2 separate regions of the Cricetulus griseus genome follow, and region 1 is linked to region 2. The links are chromatin contacts, called in public Micro-C maps. All regions are on one chromosome and are shown on one strand. Each heading gives the region's core, a stretch centred on a gene start, on an enhancer-like site or on the middle of the called end of the contact. The rest is flanking DNA. Distances are from core to core; before and after follow the strand shown.

The links. Hi-C and Micro-C count contacts between places; a contact is called where the count stands out from the background.
Region 1: a Micro-C map of the CHO-K1 cell line shows a contact between it and region 2, with 2.4 times the contacts expected there. The contact joins the enhancer-like site here to the promoter of Gtf2a2 in region 2. A contact is called at or near these places in 3 of 8 Hi-C or Micro-C datasets (the CHK-Q cell line and the CHO-K1 cell line).

Annotation. Positions count from the first base shown.
Region 1 is chr4:181,611,872-181,614,650 of CriGri-PICRH-1.0, reverse strand. No RefSeq gene overlaps it. Among named protein-coding and RNA genes, the nearest start is that of Gcnt3, 40 kb to the right of the region's middle. Within about 2 kb of position 1,505, at least 2 of the 6 cell types and tissues checked have open chromatin away from gene starts, as enhancers often do. A contact at or near this core is called in the CHO-K1 cell line, where this site is marked.
Region 2 is chr4:181,546,864-181,549,713 of CriGri-PICRH-1.0, reverse strand. It overlaps Gtf2a2 (transcription initiation factor IIA subunit 2), which reads right to left and starts at 1,341. Exons shown (of 4, transcript XM_027411253.2): 1 at 1,193-1,341. It overlaps Bnip2 (BCL2/adenovirus E1B 19 kDa protein-interacting protein 2), which reads right to left. Exons shown (of 10, transcript XM_027411248.2): 10 at 2,111-2,850.

The DNA.
Region 1 (2,779 bases), core at 256-2,755, 65 kb before region 2:
ACTTTATTCTCTGAGCCATCTCTCCAGCCCCATCATCCTTTTATTAATTCTTGTTACTACGGTGCACTTGGTAGATATTTTAATGAAATCCCCATTTAATGATAGGCTTAGGTAGAAGGGTAAATAATGAACTGAATGAATATTGACTTGTTAAGACTCCAGAAAAAAGAAAATCCTTTTTTTTCCCTCAAATGAACACCCTTCAGCTCAAAGGTGTTCCATGTGAAGGTTCCTGGAAACAGAACAGAGAGAAATGGGTTAAAACACTCTTGAGATCTAAGAAGGGACGTGTGGGGAGAGGCTATGGAAGAGACAGTGAGGAAGGCAGGGTTGTGATGAGAAAGGAGGACATAACTCCTCACAGCAAAATGAAATGTTTATTGTCTGAAGGCTAGACTCCACTTCTCCATGTAGAGGATCCCATGCACCAAGCAATGAAAAGTCTTTTCCACAGTGACCCTGTAGACCACAGGTGTTATACACACAGCTGGCTGGAGGCAGTATAATTTTCTCTTATTTGATTGATGGGAAGTGTGTAATGGTTCTTTTCCCCATGAGTCCCTCCCTATCCAGCAGTGATTCCTGGACTTCATCATTCCAGCAAGAAAATGACCTGTCCTTGATACCCATAGGTCTTGATAATGCATTTCCAGAGAATCCACATCTAGTCAGAACATCTACAATCACATGTTCAGCCTTGAGCTGGGCCACCATAGCTGTAAACCTGGCAGTTACTATGATGTCAAGGAGGAGAGGTCAGTGATATTACCAGAAGAGACACAGTCATTGCTTCCCATCTGGCCCTATCGACACAGCAAATTCCCCGATGTCTCTCCAGCCTCTGTGCTCTGCCAACACTCTTATCTGAAGTACAGAGTAAATGCTTAATCTCACCTCTCTTGTCTTCTGCATATCTGTAATTATTTTTATGCCTCTATTGATTCCGTGCATGCTGGTTACATGAATCTTTTTTCGTCTTCCTCATGGATGCTGACATTTGGGGTTGAGCCCTGAGAACTGAGGCCTGCCTATAAACTTTTGTCTGCTTTAGTGAATTATTCTACTACTTTTTCTTGCTGATTCTTTTCCTAATTTCCTTAAATAAACTTTTGTGCACCCTGACCCCTCCCAGACTCCTTCAATTTTGAAAACATCCCTCTGAAGCATGATTGTCTACCTACATCTTGTCTTTTCTTTGGGCAGGTAACTAAGTAAACTACTTTAACAAATTCCATCCCTTACTATCCGTGAGGTCCCATGGCCATAATTCAGTCAAGAAATGCTTATAAGGCACCTACTGTGTGCTATATTCTGTTCTGGGCACTGCAAATACATCAGTGAAAGAAAAATAAACCAACCTATTCACAGTGGGAGGAGACAGGCAATAAACACAATGAATCAGCAAATTAATTGAAAAAGAGGGCTGATTATAAAGTGGGTGATCAGCCAGTGGAGAGTCTGTCTGTGAAGGTGATGACTAAGGAGTGAGCCATTTCCTTCACTGGAAAAGAACATTTAGGGGCCAGCACGGTATCTCAGTGGGTTCTTGTTGCAGAGCTTAATAACCTGAACTCAATCCCTGGGTCCCACATAGGAGAAGTGAACTGACTCCTACACACACACACACACACACACACACACACACACACACACAGAGAGAGAGAGAGAGAGAGAGAGAGAGAGAGAGAGAGAGAGAGAGAGAGAGACAGAGACACAGAGAGAGCATGCAAACATACAGATATACAGATACTGGGAATAGAACACAGGTGAGTACAAAGGCTTTGAGGAAGGAGATGCTTCTGTGGGGGAAATCGCCAGGGATCCATAATGAGAGCTAGGGGAAGAGAAGTAGAAAAGGAAGAAATGACCATAGATGTGGCAGAGGGCCAACTATGTAAGCAAGCTTTGTTTGCCTGGGGCAGGAACCAGTTGGATGCTTGTCAGTGAAGGAGAGATGTGATCTGATTGATGTTTTAGCTTGGTGTCTCCAGATGCTTTGTGGAAGATGGCCAGGCTGAGGGCAGAAAATCACGTAAGTTGGCAGTGTGTCCTCAGAGTGTTGACAGTGGCTGGTGACTACAGAATCTTGAGTATCAAGAAAAATAATTTGGACTTGATTGAAAGCCATTGAGAAATTATGGAAGATAAGAATGGGTTGGAGATTTATGTAATCTGCCTGTTCTAAGGCCCTCAGTAATAAGTCTGTGTGTACTTGAGAATCTGCCTTCAGACAGCATTGTAGGGATTGGAGAGATGACTGCAGGTAAAGGCACTTGTCCTGCAAGCCCAGCTACCTGAGTTCAATCCCTGGACTTGTGTGAAGATAGTAGAAAATAGACTCCACAGAGTTACCTTTTGACTACCACATGTGTGAGTTGGCATGTGCACCCAACTCCTCCACCCCCTCCCACACATTCACTTAAACAGATAACATCTTAGAACATAATTGCTTGCAGGGCTGTGTGGACTTCCTCTACAAAGACTCTCTCAAAAAAAAATTCATAAGGGAAGCATAGATGGAGCCCATTGGGATCAATCTTGAATCAATAAGGAAATCAGGACAGATCACATCTGAGCCCATCTGTGACCTAGCCCCTGCCACACTGGCGACTGCTTGAAAAACTGTCCCAGCTTAACTACCTACCCACTCACAGCCGGTGCCATGGCAGCTTGGTTAAATCCCTGAGCTTGGCATTGAGAAGTCAGGGTTCTAATCTAACTCCACCTGGCTAAAACCCCAGACCCTTCCAGCCTGGAGCTTTCTGTCTACTAAAATGAA
Region 2 (2,850 bases), core at 92-2,591:
AATTTCTGCTTGTCCTTTGCATCTCAGATGAAGTGACCTCTATGGGCTTAGACAAGAAGACCTTTGAAGTTGTAAACCACAAAGATGTCCAATTCCTAGCAAATCTTGTAAACACAACCTTCAAAATGGATGCAGTATCCAATCATTTCTCCACATGCCTATTATTACTTCCTTGTTCTGAGCCACTGTTACAAGTCACTTGGATGGTGCAAATGGTGTCCCCATTTCCTTTATGCTAAATTTGTTCCCCAAGCTCTTTATAGTTTACATTGGAGTTATCTTTTGAAAACATGGGCTAGAAAAATTCCTTTTCTCCCACAGCTTTCATCAGCACTGACAATGTGGCTACCTTTCATGTCTGGTCTTACCTACTATCTGTCTCCCCCTTGCACACCCCAACTTCCCGAGCATGACAGGCACGTCTCTGCCTTTCTGATGGCTGTTCTTTCTGCCTGAAATGTTCTTGCGCAGATCGGAACTTGACTAACACACAAAACTCATCTTTGCCCAAATAGCTCCCACCCAACAACGCCTAAACACTGCGGACTCCCACATCCACTAGTGAACTAATCCGTACCTTTTAGCTCGCTCAAATTTCTTGTTGGCACCATATGCCAAGTTACATAACGGTCTTATATTTATTCTCTGCATAAAATGTAAGGTCCACGAGGGCATGGATCTTTGTGTTTTACTCCCTGAGGAAACCTGCGGGCCGAGAACAGTACCTGACCCACGACGGGAGTCAAACGAAACATTTAGTCCGTTGAAGGTAAACGCCGGTCAGTACAGGTGTTTTGAGAAGAGGCGAAAAAGGTCAGGGAGATTACAAACTTGAAAACGGCCCAGCAGAGAGCCGTGCCACGCTCCCTTCTGACAACTAAGCATTATTTAGAAAACAGCGAGGAGCGACTTCAACGTCTGCTCAAACTAGATGCCTCGGCCATCTCCAATCTTTTAAGGTGGCGACAGCTGCAGAACTGCGGCGTTCCCTCCTCACGGTGGAGATGGAGCGGGGGCGCTTGGTTCCGGTGTCTGAGCCAGACGCGCGTCCACCGAGCGCGGCCTGAGGAGAGCGGGAAGGCGGCTGCTCCCGCGCGGCCGCGTCTGCCTGGGGGCGGCTTCCGGCGGCCACAGCGCTCGCTACCGCCCGCCCCGCCGCGGCTCCCCCGCTCCCGGCCCCGCCGCCCCCTACCTGAGGGAAGGCGCTTCCGCCGCGGCGCTAGCAGAGCCGGGCAGGGTGCCCGCCGCGACCACCTCCTCAGCCACGGAAACCACAGCGCTGGGCCAGTGACCCGGAAGTGCTTGTGTGACCCGGAGGTGACGCCACGAGAGCCACCGGTGGCCCCCACCTCTGCTTCCGAGAAGGCGAGGGCCTCTCCTGCTTGGGCGGGGGAACCCCAAGCCCGCGGGGCGTCTCACATGCTAGCCCGAGTTTAGCCCAGCGAGCTGTTTTGTGAGTCGTTAATTCTTTTCGTTTGGAAGACCTAATACTGAAGCAAATACGTGGTGGCTGTTCTGAATTTCAGAATCTCAAGATTCCTTTTGGTAGCAGCTTTCAGTGTTTGGCTTTCTGCTTTGAAAACAGCAGTTATGTGCACAGCAGATGGCCAGCGAGTATTTGAGTTGTGATTTTGGGGTCAGTGCAAAAACCCGAGGTCTGATAATGAAACAGGTACACCTTTGTGCCATGCTGTGTTTTCCCTTTTAGCCTTTTTGTTTGGTTTTTCGAGACAGGGTTTCTCTGTGTAACAGCCCTGGCTGTCCTGGAACTTACTTTGTAGATCAGGCTGGCCTCGAACTCATAGAGATCCTCCTGCCGCTGCCTTCCGAGTGCTTTTTACTCCCCGCCCCCACCCCCAGTGCTTTTATTTAGCTTTTAAAAACCATATCCTTGTATCCTAGAATAAAATAATCCTAAACTATGAACTATAAGTCTGATTAAAGTTCAAATAATGTTAAGATGTTATACAGGCCGAACTCGTCATCAAGTCAAAAGACTTAGTAGCACCCACACTGCAGGGTAGTAAAGGCCTGCTATTTGAAAGGCTTACCAGATAACTCAAGTGTAAAAGTTAACATAATTAAAGACAAAAAAAACAAGGCACAAATGTATATTCCAACTAATTTATTAAAACGCATTATTAACATTGTAGGATCTGTGCAACAAATTAGGACACACGCTGTATTCATAAGTCCAAAGAAGAGGAAACAGCACATTTGCTTGTCAGTGGCAGCTCACTGACTAGAACCGTAAGCTACAGTAGCCTGCAATCAGACTGAATTCTCACTGAAATGTTCTAGGCCAGTCAATACAATCCAAGATAGCAAAAAATGTCAGTAAGTTAATTTTGTCTAAATGACAGCTGTGAGCTTGTAATGAAAATATCTTTGAAGTATGATTCAAAGTGCAATAGTGTCTGATGAACTCTGAATTGTGGTTTTTGTGAACAGCACCCCAAGGCTGTGCAAGCCAGCATCCCACAATATCAATATCTACTAGTTAGGTTTCTGTAAGTAAACAATGAAGTAACTCTTAGGAGGACAGTTGCCTTTTTGAAGTCTGTATACAAAGGTTCAATGGAGGAGCTGACAGTTATCAAGTTCTTGTCCTGTCAAACTGAATATACAAATACACAAAAACTCAGATTCCAAAGTTTTCAACTATTTTTTTGTTGTTTTTTTGTTTTTTGTTTTTGTTTTTTTTTTTGAGATAGGGTTTCTCTGTGGCTTTGGAGGCTGTCCTGGAACTAGCTCGTCAATCAAGCTGGTCTCGAACTCCTAGATCTGCCTGCCTCTCTGCCTCCTGAATGCTGGGATTAAAGACATGCACCACCACCACCTGGCATTTCA